Linked DNA regions of Zea mays: region 1 is linked to region 2. A link is a contact called in public Hi-C data. All regions are on one chromosome and are shown on one strand. The core of a region is the stretch at or near the end of the contact, and the rest is flanking DNA. Distances in the headings are between cores, read along the strand shown. Region 1 holds the start of LOC100273396 (Actin-7). Region 2 holds the start of LOC100273700.

What was found. Hi-C and Micro-C count contacts between places; a contact is called where the count stands out from the background.
Region 1: a Hi-C map of ear shows a contact between it and region 2, with 4 times the contacts expected there. The contact joins the promoter of LOC100273396 here to the promoter of LOC100273700 in region 2. A contact is called at or near these places in 11 of 25 Hi-C or Micro-C datasets (bundle sheath, ear, endosperm and 3 more) and 1 of 3 datasets of contacts at active chromatin or transcription factors (leaf).

What each region holds. Positions count from the first base shown.
Region 1 is chr3:180,678,438-180,685,266 of Zm-B73-REFERENCE-NAM-5.0, forward strand. It overlaps LOC100273396 (Actin-7), which reads right to left and starts at 4,440. Exons shown (of 5, transcript NM_001415954.1): 1 at 4,313-4,440; 2 at 3,443-3,523; 3 at 2,963-3,356; 4 at 2,262-2,875; 5 at 1,649-2,153. The coding sequence starts at 3,499. The coding sequence ends at 2,088. It overlaps LOC100272433, which reads right to left and starts at 285. Exons shown (of 2, transcript NM_001146908.1): 1 at 1-285.
Region 2 is chr3:180,480,637-180,487,888 of Zm-B73-REFERENCE-NAM-5.0, forward strand. It overlaps LOC100273700, which reads right to left and starts at 1,862. Exons shown (of 11, transcript NM_001148112.2): 1 at 1,211-1,862; 2 at 1,051-1,125; 3 at 895-956; 4 at 735-801; 5 at 376-489; 6 at 197-283; 7 at 1-71. The coding sequence starts at 1,417.

The DNA.
Region 1 (6,829 bases), core at 3,190-5,689, 200 kb after region 2:
CGGTCTTCCCTCTCGCCTTGGCTATCTCCGCGAGGACCTCGAACTCGAGCACAACGTTTCTTTCTGCCGCCCAGCTCTGGCCTCCCAACGGCGAGATCTGCTGGCAAACAGGGTTCACCTCCACCGGGATTCGCCCTCCCGGCGGGGCGCCCCCACAAAGCAGCCTGAGCGCTTGTTCCCTCCCGCGGCGGGCGAGGCGGGCGTGGTGAGTGGGCGGCCACGAAGCGACGGGCGGTTGCGGTTGAGATGGAGTTCGGGATTGGGAGGAAGAAGAGCCTGCTGTCGAGTGGGGATTTTTTTGCAGTGGGCCCACTCTGTAAGTCACGTTAAAGTGGACGGAGACGGCGTCCAGGCGTATTTATGAGCAAAGGGAACGAGGACCGAATAAAATTGCGTATTTATGAGCAAAGGGAACGAGGACCGGATAAAATTGAGTAAAAAAAACTAAGGGTAGCAACGAGTACCGTGACGAAACTAAGGGGACCAATGTAAAAAAACCCATAAAATTTAGCACATATTATTTAATAAGCTGCTCAAAGAGTGCTAAAAGTAGCTAAACGTGGGCCAGGGAACCCCGTTTTCCACCCATACCCTGTAACCCCATTCTCTCTCTCCGCATTAGGGGCATGGGTGTCTTTTTGTTCCAATATGTTAAACTTTATTAAAGTAGTCCAAACACCCCAAGGAGCTAAACTTTAGCACTTCAATTCATATGGCTAAAGTTTAGCAGGAAGCTAAAGTTTATCCCGTGAGATTGAAACGGGCCTAAAAACAACTAAAAGTTAGAGTCATTTTTGTACCGCGGAGAAGAAGCCATAAATAATATTTTCACCTGATTTGGCTTTGCTTTAGCTCTACGATAAGATGTTTGTGTCACACCATTTGCGAAACGCTTTAACTCTAGCAAAAAAACTACTTTTCAGAAAAACTCAGAGCCAAAGTTGTTTTTGTAAGTCAAAGCCCTGCCAAACATACCCTTAGCCTTTAGGTTTTGTTTGTTTTGCTCTCAATCCATATAAATTTGGTGAGATTGAGCGTATTTCAATACCAAATAAGTCAAAATCTTTTATATTTTTTTACAATCTCATCTAATCTACGTGTGATAGGAATAACCGAATAAGGCCATAGTTAGAATCTGCTAACCTGCCATCAGCTTTTGAACCTTCATCTTCACAGATAGGGCCTCGACATGACAACAGAAGTTCTCGGGGACACGGAACACAAAGTCATGCAAGCGTGCTAATCTTGGCTTTTGGCTAACTCGGGAACTCGCATGGTACTCGAAGTAAAATCCAAGGCAAATGAAGTTTGCTCCAACAGTATCTAAAACAGTTGAGGCCTTGTTTGGATAAAGAGGGATTGAGGTGGATTGAAGTGTATTTTAGGAATTTAAAGGGAAATTAGTTTATATTACACTTCAATACACCTTATACCACCTTAATCCACTCCAATCCAAGATTACCCAAACAAGTCCTGAAGGATAAACAATTTACCCCTTTAGGACTAGTTTGAGAGCCATAAAACCGGAAGGAATTGAAGGAGTTAAATTCCCCTTCTTACTCAAAATTGAATAAGAAGGGTAATTTAGCCCCTCCAATCCTCTCCGGGTTTATATCTCCCAAACTAGCACTTAGAGACAACAACAGCTGTTTCATGAGAAGGAATAAAACAAACATATCCAAGTATAAATCAACAACCACGCCACGGCGGGGCGCAAATGCGAATGATTCCATGACCACGTACAGAAGTGCATAAACCAACTGAACTCTCAAAGACTCAAACTGCATGGGCGACACGCGACAGCCGGCACCCTTGCGTCGTGTAGAAACCCAGATCGCGCATATCAGGAACGCACTGATCTGGTGGTCTTGAAAAAAAAAACACTGACCTGACCATCCGTACTACTGAAGTTACACATGTTTCTTCATGTAGTACATCAGTCGACCTAACCATCTTTCACAATGCTTCATGGCCAACAGCCCTTCAATGATTTAGAAAGAACCAAGAATGCTAGAGAAACCATGGGACAATCTAGCATCCCAACTAACTGAAAATATAAGTAAATAACAGATATACAGCTCCAGAATTCAGAAACACTTCATGTGGACGATGCCTGGACCAGATTCATCATACTCTTCCTTGGAGATCCACATCTACACAACACAATAACAAGATTAATAAATCAAACTTCATATACACTAGAACTGCAAAGCAAGCAGAAACGTTGAATTTAGATTTTGAGACAGTAACAAACTAACAACCTGCTGGAAGGTACTGAGAGAGGCCAGAATGGAGCCACCAATCCAAACGCTGTACTTCCTCTCCGGCGGAGCAACCACCTTCACCTTCATGCTGCTGGGGGCAAGCGCAGTGATCTCCTTGCTCATGCGGTCACCGATGCCAGGGAACATAGTGGAGCCACCACTGAGGACAACATTACCGTACAGGTCCTTTCTGATATCGACGTCGCACTTCATGATGGAGTTGTACGTGGCTTCATGGATGCCAGGAGATTCCATGCCAATGAAGGATGGCTGGAATAGCACCTCAGGGCACCTAAACCTTTCTGCGCCGATTGTGATGACCTGGCCATCGGGCAGCTCGTAGCTCTTCTCGACGGTGGAGCTGGTCCTGGCCGTCTCCAGCTCCTGCTCGTAATCAAGTGCAACGTAGGCAAGTTTTTCCTTGATGTCCCTGACAATCTCTCGCTCGGCTGTCGTGGTGAAGGAGTAACCCCTCTCGGTGAGGATCTTCATCAGGTTGTCGGTGAGGTCACGACCGGCAAGGTCCAATCGAATAATAGCATGAGGAAGCGTGTACCCTTCGTAGATGGGGACAGTGTGGCTCACGCCGTCACCAGAGTCGAGCACAATACCTGCACAGAAAGATTGTCGCCACTCACTACACGTACTGCTATTCGAATGCTGACATGAAACAGGTTCGATGCAGCAACGTAACGTACCAGTCGTTCGTCCACTGGCGTACAGGGAAAGAACGGCCTGGATGGACACATACATTGCCGGGCAGCTGAACGTCTCAAACATGATCTGGGTCATCTTCTCCCTGTTGGCCTTGGGGTTCAGAGGAGCCTCGGTCAGCAGTATAGGGTGCTCCTCAGGCGCCACACGGAGCTCGTTGTAGAAGGTGTGGTGCCAGATCTTCTCCATGTCATCCCAGTTGCCCACAATGCCGTGCTCGATTGGGTACTTGAGCGTCAGAATGCCTCTCTTGGACTGGGCTTCGTCGCCCACGTATGCATCCTTTTGGCCCATGCCCACCATCACGCCAGTGTGGCGTGGCCTGCCTACGATGCTGGGAAAGACTGCCCTCGGCGCGTCGTCACCAGCGAAACCTGCCTGTTTGGCATCAAGATCCCATCAGTTTATTAGATCAGTAATGAATAGACAGGCAAAAGGATTGGCTGCTGGACAGGAGAACGAACCTTAACCATTCCAGTGCCATTGTCGCACACAAGGGGCTGGACATCCTCTTCAGCCATTCCTCAGTGTTCTGCAGCAGAATGCTATACTCGGTGTTAATCGTTAAAGTGTCCATGGAGTCAGGTAAACCCCACAAAAGAAGCATGCCGCCGCCGCTGCAATGGTAAACCCCACAAAAGAAGCATGCCGCCGCCGCCGCCATTGCAATATGCCAGTCGTCAGTCAAAACTAATGTGCACAACTGCTCATGATTAAGAAACTGATACTCAAATTTGTGTAAAAAAACCCTGATAATTGACTTATAAGTTTCCAAGCAGTCCGCAGGGATGGCTGACACTAGGAGGATCACGGGGGAGGGGAATTTGGTTGAGGAAAATGGTTAGCTGAATGTTTGAGAGTGTGATCGTGTGATTTTTCACTGCTTAAGATCATCTCCAGTTCTTCACAGAGTGACCTGAAAACAATTTACGGGTTCGGCGTAGCACACATCTTATTGCATGCTGAATCATATGTGCTCCTATGAACTGACTGAGTAACTGGCCAAACTCGACATGAAGTTCATCACATAAACATAAAACAGAGCATCCAATCAAACATCACAGAGGTACTATAGTAATCATGATGACACATAGGAGAGCACACGACTACACATATGACGGTAGTTTATTAAAGTTGAAAACCGTACCACACCGCCTATCCGAACTCCAGAGCCGAGACAAACATGACAAAAAACAGAAAAATGGACACGAAAAAAATCGAAGTCAGCAGCGACGGGAAGCTCGAGCGGGGGGGTCTATCGAAACGAAAGCCTACAGCCGATCACTTCCTCGGAACAAAATCGGTGCCAGAGCAAGGGAGAAATACGGCTATACCTCGGCGTCGTTGACGAGGCCGCGAAGGGGATCGGATCGCTCGCCCGCGGGGTCGCTTCCGGTGACGCAGGCAGGCGTGAGAGCGAGGTGAGACAAATGGGAGAGCAGCAGCCGAAGTATGTGTGTGTGACTGGTCTGCGGGCGCTGGGCGTGTGCTTTAGCGGCAGCGGTCCCGAGCGCAGGGACGACCCGGCCAACACCAACAGCTCGCTCGCTCTGACCTCGCCTCGCCCCTGCTGCCTGGTCAATGGAGACGCAGCAAACAACAGCGCAGGCGGCATCGGACCGCAAAGGTTTCGGTGTCGAATCCGACCACGTCCCCGTCGGATGGCAGGGCACGGCGGCGGCTATGCTCCGTGGGTTGGTGGACCCAGACGTCGCAGGCAGAGTAGCCGTAGCAGAGCAGGACGGTTCAAAAAAAAAAACAACTAGCGCTACTGGTTCAGCCCATTCATCGTTACGGTCGCCAACAGAAGTCGAGAAGAAGGTTCGTCACTTCTAGTAAAAAAAAGGCCATAAACGTTTTGTAGGCCCACAGATTTGTTCCCGCTGGCCCAAAGGCTCCAGGACCCATTGAGCTGGGCCGATGGTTGCCGTTTCCGTTCGCATCCGGCCAGTCCAATAGTCGCGCTATTCGTTTTCAGAGGATGAGAGGAAGCCCGCATCACGTTCCACTCTCGAGTCTCCAGTTCCCTCACCCCTTTATTACCAGGTCAGGTGCGATCTGAGCTCAAAGATCTATCGCGATTTCACAGCAGAGCGACAAAGGCAGGCAGGTTCAACGTCAGCAGTTACTCACCTCCGACGACTAGCTACTAGCTACGAGAACCAGTAACAGTAATGCAGTCTTGTTATATTCGCTCTCGAGTCCAGGCAGTCCAAATAGTCGGAGCGGAACAGCCTAACACACTATCGTCTTTTCTCTCTCCCTCTCTCTCTAGCAGATCCAAATGCGATATTTCTGGAGGGAAGACGTATCATGCTCCACTTTCGAGATAAATTCTTTTCACCCCTTTTGTTACCAAGTGCGATCCGAGGCCAAAGATCTTTCACGGTAGAGTGGAGTCAGCAGAGGCCACGAGACAGGCAAGTTCACCGTCGACCATTGCTCGCACTCCAAACGAATCCGCATCAGATGATCGCGATTTCTAGCACCCCTGTCTGGTGCATGTGGCGCACGTGTCTGGCGCATTTGCCCCCCCAAAACGACTTAAAAAAATCTCGCTGGTGAGGAACACATCGCCCTAACAAAAAATATGGTTTCAACCGAGAAAATCTCGGAATCTTGGTCCTCATCACTAGCGGGCTATCAACATCCACTCTACAACGTCCCAGACTCCTGGTTAGAGTGTGACACACAATACATAATCTGGAAGCGAACGGAACATAACGAGGAGATTTTTTAACTAAACCTGTAATTCGTCCACATCGAAATCGGGACCTGTAGGTGCTACTCAGAAGCCTTGATCATTACTCTAGGGAGTCTTTCACACCCCTCCCCCCAAACGACTTAAAAAAATTCGGCCGGAGAGGGACAAATCGTCCTCCTGATATTAAATATTAAGAAGATACCAAAACATAGTATCGGCCGAGAAAATCTCCAAACCCTGGTCCTCATCACTAGCGTACCTTCATCGTCCACTCTGCAACGTCCTAGCCGCTAACTGGAGGGTGACGGCGACGCGTAAGACGTAACCCGGAAGCGAACGGGACAAAACGAGAACATTTTTTAAATCAAATCGAAGAAAATGTCTTCGATAGAGATTAAACTCGAAACCTGAAGGTGCTACTCGGTCTTAACCACTACGCTAGAGGCTACAAAACGACTAATTACGAGGTATACCATGTTAGTTATACTACCGAGTGGTAAACCGTCTCATGCCTCGTGACTCGGGATCCCAACAAGGAGCGCGGCAATTGGAGCCCTCGTACTTATCAAACGCGATAGTTTCGAGGGCGTGGGATCGACAGCAATATTATCTGTGACGAAACTGCCCGCACCAACACCAGCACCACCGCCGAATCACTCTAGCTTAAGGACCGCAGAAAGCGCGAAACCAAACTCCCGGAGTTAACAAGTCCAATCATGGACTTTTTTCCAGCTTCTCAAAGTGGCAATAATTCGCACGTCGATCCTGACGCGATTCCGTCGGTTTCCTTTCCTTCCTCTGACACCGGAACAGCGGCGTGCATCAGTGCACCGGTGAGCCGAGCCGGGGCCAATGCGGGTGGGGGTGGTGGTGGGGGTGGTGATACATCGTCGGTGCTTTCAGCACTCGAGCGCATGATAAGGCGATACGCAAATTCGCCTCACGCGGTCACGCCCGACTCACCAGCATACCATAGCCAACAGCGCCGGCTTAATTTGCCGCACAATAATAGCCTGGTGCTTTCAGCAATAGTGGCTGCATTATTGGCGTCCTGCAGGCTGCAGCTGCAACTCCGTCGAGCAACACGGGCTGCTGCACACGCGTCGCTGTGGTGATTCCGGTAGTGGAAGGTCCGGGGAGAAGCCAT
Region 2 (7,252 bases), core at 612-3,111:
TTGGCAACAGGCGCGTCCCAGTTCTTGGCGTTCCCTTCGTTGACTGAATAGATCTTCCCCTTCTTAGGTATCTGCGCGCGCGCGCGTCACAATGCAAAGAGGGAGATGAGTGGCAGTGATCAGTAAGTATTCTGTTGCCCGAGCAACTTCACGTGCATGACAAGGACTGAACGAAGAAGCTACGAGAAGATATAACCTTGATGTCTGGATGGGTTAGTATGAACTCCCCAAGTGAAGGGTCGAGCGTGAAGCCATTGACACCAGTTCCAGTGCTCAGAACGAGCTGCATCAGATTGGTTGCGCATGTCAATTATATTTCGTTACAGATGATTACCTTCGGAGAAGATGGGTTCAAGAGAATTAATTGGTTATTACCGTGCAGGAACTGCCGTACATGCAGTATCCGGCGGCGAGCATGTTCTTGCCAGGTTGCAGCACGTCCTCCAGAGTGACGTTGTCCTTGTCCTTGATGATGTAAATCCCAAAGATCTACAAAACAAAACAAAAAACCTTACTTGGAGGAAACTCATGTAAAGAAACATGAAGCACGCTGAATTAAAACACAAACGCTAAAGAACAGACATGGAGATGGAGAGAGAGAGAGAGAGAAAAAAGATTGGCAAAAAGGAACAGTTCGTCTGCTTTATTTTGATGTCGCTATCCTGAGACTTCTCGTGATGAAAATTTCAACGTTGCGTTAAATTGAAGGACCCAGAGATTTCTCGTGTCCATACCGTTCCGATGGAGACGCCACAGTCGATGTTGGAGGAGCCGTCGAGGGGATCAAAGCAGACGCAGTACCTTTAATTTTAGGGATACACAAAAGCGACGCATATTCATACATTTCATCAGAGAAACGGGCAGGTCAATAATTAACAAGTTCAGTCTGCTCACCTTCCACGCAGCTTAGGGTCCACGAACGTTGCTTCCTCGTCCTCCTCGGACACAAGGACGCACTGCACACCGCGGCGGGCGCCGAGTCAGAAAGCAGAACACTCTCGGAACTCAAACGGACAATAATCGCAGGTGGACAAGGAGGGATATTCGTACGGTGCGACCGCTGCTGACGAGGGCCTTGACGAACACCTCGTTGGACAGGACGTCCAGCTTCTTCTGCTCCTCTCCCTGTCGAGCAACCAAGGCAGCGGCATCGTCACATCTCGATCAATCTCTCTGAAGGAAAAACTAGCTAGCCGTACAGCGCACTTGCCTGCACGTTGGTCTCGCCGGCGAGCCCGATGAGCTGGGCGAGCCCGGCCTTGTTGACGGCGGAGGCGACGAACTTGCAGCCGAGGACGATGTGGGAGAGCAGGATGGTGAAGTCGCCGCGGGACTCGGGGTTCCGGCTCTGCTCGTTCAGCACGTGCCGCGTGATGGTCATCAGGTCCGTCCGGTGCGCGTCCGCCGCGTGGTCCATCTCGCCTCCGCCCTCCCCTCGCTCGAGCCTGGCTCCGAATTCAGCTACCTAGCTAGCAGGATAGCGGTGTGGTGGTGATCACGGAGTGCAGTGAGCGCGCGGGCACGACGAACCAGCTGCTGCTCCCGCGCGCACGGTATATTATTAGACAAGATCCCGCGGGGCGGGCGCCGGTCGGGAGCTGGCTGGCACAGGGTGGGACGGGACGGGACGGGACGTGTCTCTGCGGGGTAGGGTAGCACGGCGAGCGAGAAAGTGAGGCTGGGAGCCAAGGGTCGCGGAGCTCCAACGGAATCGGCGTCGAGGCCTATCCCTCTATCCGCGCTGCGTCAGGCTGGGCCGCTCGCGTCCAGCGCTTGTGGTGGTGGTCCGGTGGCGTACGTAGCGCGCGGCAGGGCGTAGGAAGGTAAGGGAGAGCGATTGGCATTAGAGACGAGAGCGAGGCTTTGTCCCGTGGTGGCGTACAGACAGGAACCCGAGGGGGAGGCCCCAACGCGGACGGGGGAGATTAGGATTAGCAACGGCCTGACAGCGAGACGGCTCCGCTCGTGTGTTGTCAGTGGCAGCTCGCCCTTGTTAAAACTTTACAAAAGCTATCCAACCAAATCAGCCCATATCTATAATCTCCACTAAATCTACCAAACGAATTACACACATAATACACCTTTAAAATTAATGATTCATATCGCTGCATAACTCTTCTCTTTCTTATCGATTCAAATCTAATGACTAATGTTATTTAGATAATCCATTCATCCTTTCTCCCTTCATCTCTCACACGCCATTGCCTCCCTCCTCCTTCCACGACTCCGCCGTCCCTCACCTTGCTCGCGTTGCCACCGGTCCCTCATGCTTCTATCGACCTCCACCCTCTCTCTCTTACCCACGTTGTCGTCGTCATCGTCAGCCCCTACCTCACGCTGTCGTCTGCCCCTTCCGCTCTTCTTCCCGAGACCGCAGCGTAAACATGAGTATTAGACTAGTAAGGTTCAATCAACCAAGTCGATAGGTTGCACGATCATGCTTCATGTTATATATTAGATTTTTATATGTTCTAATCCAAAAACAATATACATAGTTTTGGTGAAAGTATGAAAAATGTGTAATCTTAGCAAGTTAAACATGATCAATATAGGATATAACATAACTATATATATAACTGAAAAGAGGAATCATATCCAAGGGCATATATTGTTAGTCAGAGTAGGCACCTTGTTTGATACAGTGCAGGAATGAAGCCGTGTCGATCAGCAACCGAACGACGGAGCTCACTACCAGGAAAGAGATGAAACGAGCAATGGTATCGTTGATACTCTCTAAAAAGTGATCGGTGAACACTAAAACGACTGTCGTTTTGGAGGCCTGCTCTCCCCAAGTTTACGTGCGCAGAATGGAGATGTCTCCTAAGAGTGAGGAGTCGTGTCATGAACATTCCAAAAAATGTGATTGATTATCATTCACCTTAGCAGGTAAAACACTTAAATGCAGGTCGTTTCGGAGGCTTGCTATTGCCAAGTGTGTGCGCGTAGAAGGGAGATGTCTTCTAAGCGAGAGTACCTGTGAGTTGTGACTTGGTTGTGAGAGTAGAAAGAGTGTGTCTCTTCTATAGACGCATGAGGAGACGTCACGCCATAGGGATGAAAACGGGTACCTATTCGGATAGTAATTTTTAAACTTTATTCTTTGATTGTGAATAAATAGGATATAAAATCTGCAATGTAAATTGATATTCTTGTTTTTAGCATTGAGATTGTAAAGTTCAATAAAAAGTATTCCTCAAATTTTATCATATATCTATTGGGCACCAAATTGAGCATCGGACGGTCCGGCCCTGGGGCTGGACGGTCCGCACCTGTGGGCCGGACGGTCCGCGCGCGCAGAACAGATTAGGGTTCCGAGTTTCTTGCTATGTTTGTGTAGGATCTAGGACACCGACTAGAGGGGGGGTGAATAGACTGTTTTGACTAAAATCAAAAAAACACTAGGGAAATTTAATCAATATAACAAGAGGTATAAATTCTCTAGTGATAACAAGTAAAGAATGTATGAGAATCAACTAAGGTGATTGAATACTTGATGAACAATATGCAAAATCCTAATCACTTGCACAGTAATAAGTAATGCAAGAAAATAAAGACACCGAATTTTATCCCGTGGTATCGGTGATTTGCCGATCACCCCTAATCCACGTTGAGGTGGACTTCAAGCTCTCACTTGCTCCTCTATCAAGACACGGCTTGATCTTTGAGCCAAGTGGACAAGAAATCACTCAATACCTCGATTCCACTAATGTCACCTTTGCCGCTCTGGCGAGGTAGACGCGAACCCCTCACAATCAACACCGTGGCTTCTCCACAATCTTCTTGGAGAGCTCGACGGAGACAATCACCCGAGCCGTCTAGGAGGCGGCAACCTCCAAGAGTAACAAGCCGATGACGCTTGCTCGGTGTACCACCTAGTGCCTCAAGAATCTCCAATGGATGCAAATGCACTAGGAACACTCAATCTCTCACTAGAATGCACTCTCAAGCAAAGAGTGTGAGAGAGTGAGTTGGAGGATCACAAATGAGCTTAATGTATGCAAGGAATGGCCAAGAGAGCCCTCACACACGAGCTCCCCTTCTATTTATAGCACCCCACTCAAATCCAACCGTTATGAGCAAAAAACACATGTTCTGCGCACACGCGGACGGTCTGCGCCCTAGGGCCGGACGGTCCGCTGTACACATAACGACTATTTTTCCCGTTTGAAATCTGTTAGAGCTGTTAGAAAAGTGAGGTCCGGACAGTCTGCCCACCTTGGCCGGACCGTCCGCGACCTGGCAACTTGGAGCACCGGAGCTCTGACCAAGAGGAGTTAACACATGCGGACCGTCCGCCTACAAGGCCGGACGGTCCGTGACCTGGGAGTCAGTACTGTCCGGGCTTATCCTCCGAACAGTTCATAGTACAAATCCCAAAAACCACACAGTCCCTGCCCAAACCAAATTTGGCACATGCGGACGGTCCGCCCAACAAGGCCGGATGGTCCCCACTATAATTCAGGAACTGTGCCGAGAGCAGCCTTCTCTGGTCAGGACTGCGGACGGTCCGGCCCCAAGGCCCGGACGGTCCGCAGTACAAATGAATAGGACCTGTCCGAAGTGAACAGACTTTGGACCCACTGGAGGATCGCGGACGGTCCGCCCGCAAGGCCCGGACGGTCCGCACATCCCAAGACTTGGCACTTTTCAAACAAGCTTTTGAAAGGATTTTTAACTCATGAAATTTGAAGCGATGTTAGTCCTCATGCAAATGCAACCACTAGATGCTCTATGAGGCACTAAGTTTTACACAGATCAAAGTCATTGACCCCTCTTAATAGTATGGCTATCTAGCCTACTAACCCGGTCAAGTATCTTCTCTAAACTCCTGGAGACCGACAAAAACAAAACCTATGTTATACCTTTGCCTTCACTTGATCCACAACCAATGCTTATAAATCTCCAAGATTTCCTGTTCTATGTGGTCCAACCCTGCATTCTTATTTCTCCAAGAACCGTTAGTCCACAAACAGTTGTCATTAATTACCAAAACATCACTAAGGGGCCTAGATGATTCACAATCTCCCCCTTTTTGGCAATTGATGACAACACTACACATGATATTCAAGAGAAGTTTTGTTTTTCCAAATCTCCCTCATACCTTATGTGTAAGAAGGATTTTAGAGATGAGTTTCATAGGACTTATCTTGATTTGATGTTCTGTCCGAGAGATAGATAAATCCCAATAAAACTCAGAATGTAGGAAAAGCTCCCCCTATGTGTGTGCATGATATTTCAAGCTGAAGATACAACACACATAATTGATCGGAGTTTTGATGGAGATCTTCCTACAGTCATGGTTATCGAGGCATAAAAGAGGTAATATATAAAGTAAGCGCAACAATTATAATCACCCCTCGATTAACCATTCACAGAATAATTTGAACCACATAGTTCAACCCACAGAATATTACAAATAGTTGTACACATGCATAAGACATAGAGTTCAAATAGTAGCCAATACCAAGTGCATAAGACATAAAATGGTAAACATGCACATGCATAGTCTCAATGTCCATATAAACAAGCTCCCCCTGAATATGACAACTTCTCTTCTTCTCTTACTTCGCTTCTCTCCCCCTTTGGCATCAATTGCCACAAAGGAGGGGCTTCACTGACCACCTGGTGGAGGATGCATGCTATAGTAGTGAGTGCTAAAGGTGTCAGAGAGAGAGAGGAGAACTGCCCAAAATCCTGCTGGAGCTGCTGCTGCCTCTGATTGATCTCTTGCATGTTGTCATTGGTAGAGAGATTGTCAAACTGACTAGACAAAGCTCCCATGTTGTCCTGAAAACTCTGCTGCATGTTGTTGAGTCTGTTCATGATGGGATCAGTGACATGGTCTTGGATGTGACTACGAAATTCAGAGTACTCAGTGTTTAGCGCATCCCAGTTATCATCAAAGCGAGATTGCATGGCATCCATGCGCTGGTCCATATGGGTCATCATTCCCTGGAAACGGCTATTCATATGGTCTGAAGCCCTTGCTGCATGTTTTGAAAGTATGGGTCAAAATAGCCTGGACCAGGCTGCCAGTACTGCTGAGGCTGAGGAGGAGGTGGAGGAGGAGGCATCTGCTCTGCCTCAGCTTCAGGAGCTTCTCCTGCATCATAACCAGCATCTTCCTCATCATCTGGGAAGGGAGTGAGTGGCCTGGTGAGGAACCCAATTTCATTCTTGAAGGGTCTAAAAGGTGTATGAACTATCTCACAGTGTCCCTCAAATCTTGTATTGGCTTTAATGAGAGCCATAATGTAAGGAGCATAGGCTAGGTTCTGGTTTTCTCCATTTTTAGATGATTTAACCGTCTCATCATGAAAAACACAACATTCATTACCTCACCATTCATGACATGGTGGATAATATTCCAGAACTTGTCTCTAATTTTGCTCTTGTCCCCACTCTTGGGAAAAATTGTGACTCTTGCAATTTTGTTGATCACAGCAGGATGATGCCTCAGTCCTGCTATCTCTCCAAACCTCCTAGGTATTCCCAGCCTTGCTGGCTCATAAAATTGCACAAAGTCTTCAAAGTTATCTTCAGTGTATAGATCAATCTCAGCTGAAATAGTACCATAATCTAGACTGTTGGCAGCTGCAAATTCAGCAAATGTTGCAGAATATCTCTTGAAACCAGTCATCCATGTGATGGATTCCTCATCGATATCAATCTCAGCAGTGGCCAGGAATTGCTTTACTGCCATCTCACTGATATCAATCTCTCTGTCAGGGTCCGGACTGTCCGCTCTAGAGGGCCGAACTATCCGCGCCACGGGTCCGGACGATCCGTGCCCACCTGGCGGACGGTCCACGACCGTCCAGGGGTGTTTTTTCAAGAACCCTAGCCGCCCCAATCACTCAATCAACGATTCGGCAGAAAATAACCATCAAAACTCGTTCAAATTTTTGCACAACTTTCACAATGAGTAACACTAGAAATTCCACCAATCAGATTTTTGAATCCATTGCTTAATTCTAGATCAGAGAGAAAATCCAAAGAATCCCCAAATTTGAAGAAATTTGTTGAAATCCATGAGATTATGAAATACCGGGATGAAGACATGATTGTTGAACTTCCCGTAAGCTTCCGGACAGTCCATGCGCAAGTTCCCTTCACGGTCCTCACACAATCGACAGAAGTGACCTTTAGGCGTGTGGAGAGTGTGAGAGTAGAGGCAATGGATGGAAGTGACAAGTTGACTGGCTCAGCTCGATTTAACTGCCTGTTGCGGACGGTCCACGCAGGGTCGGCG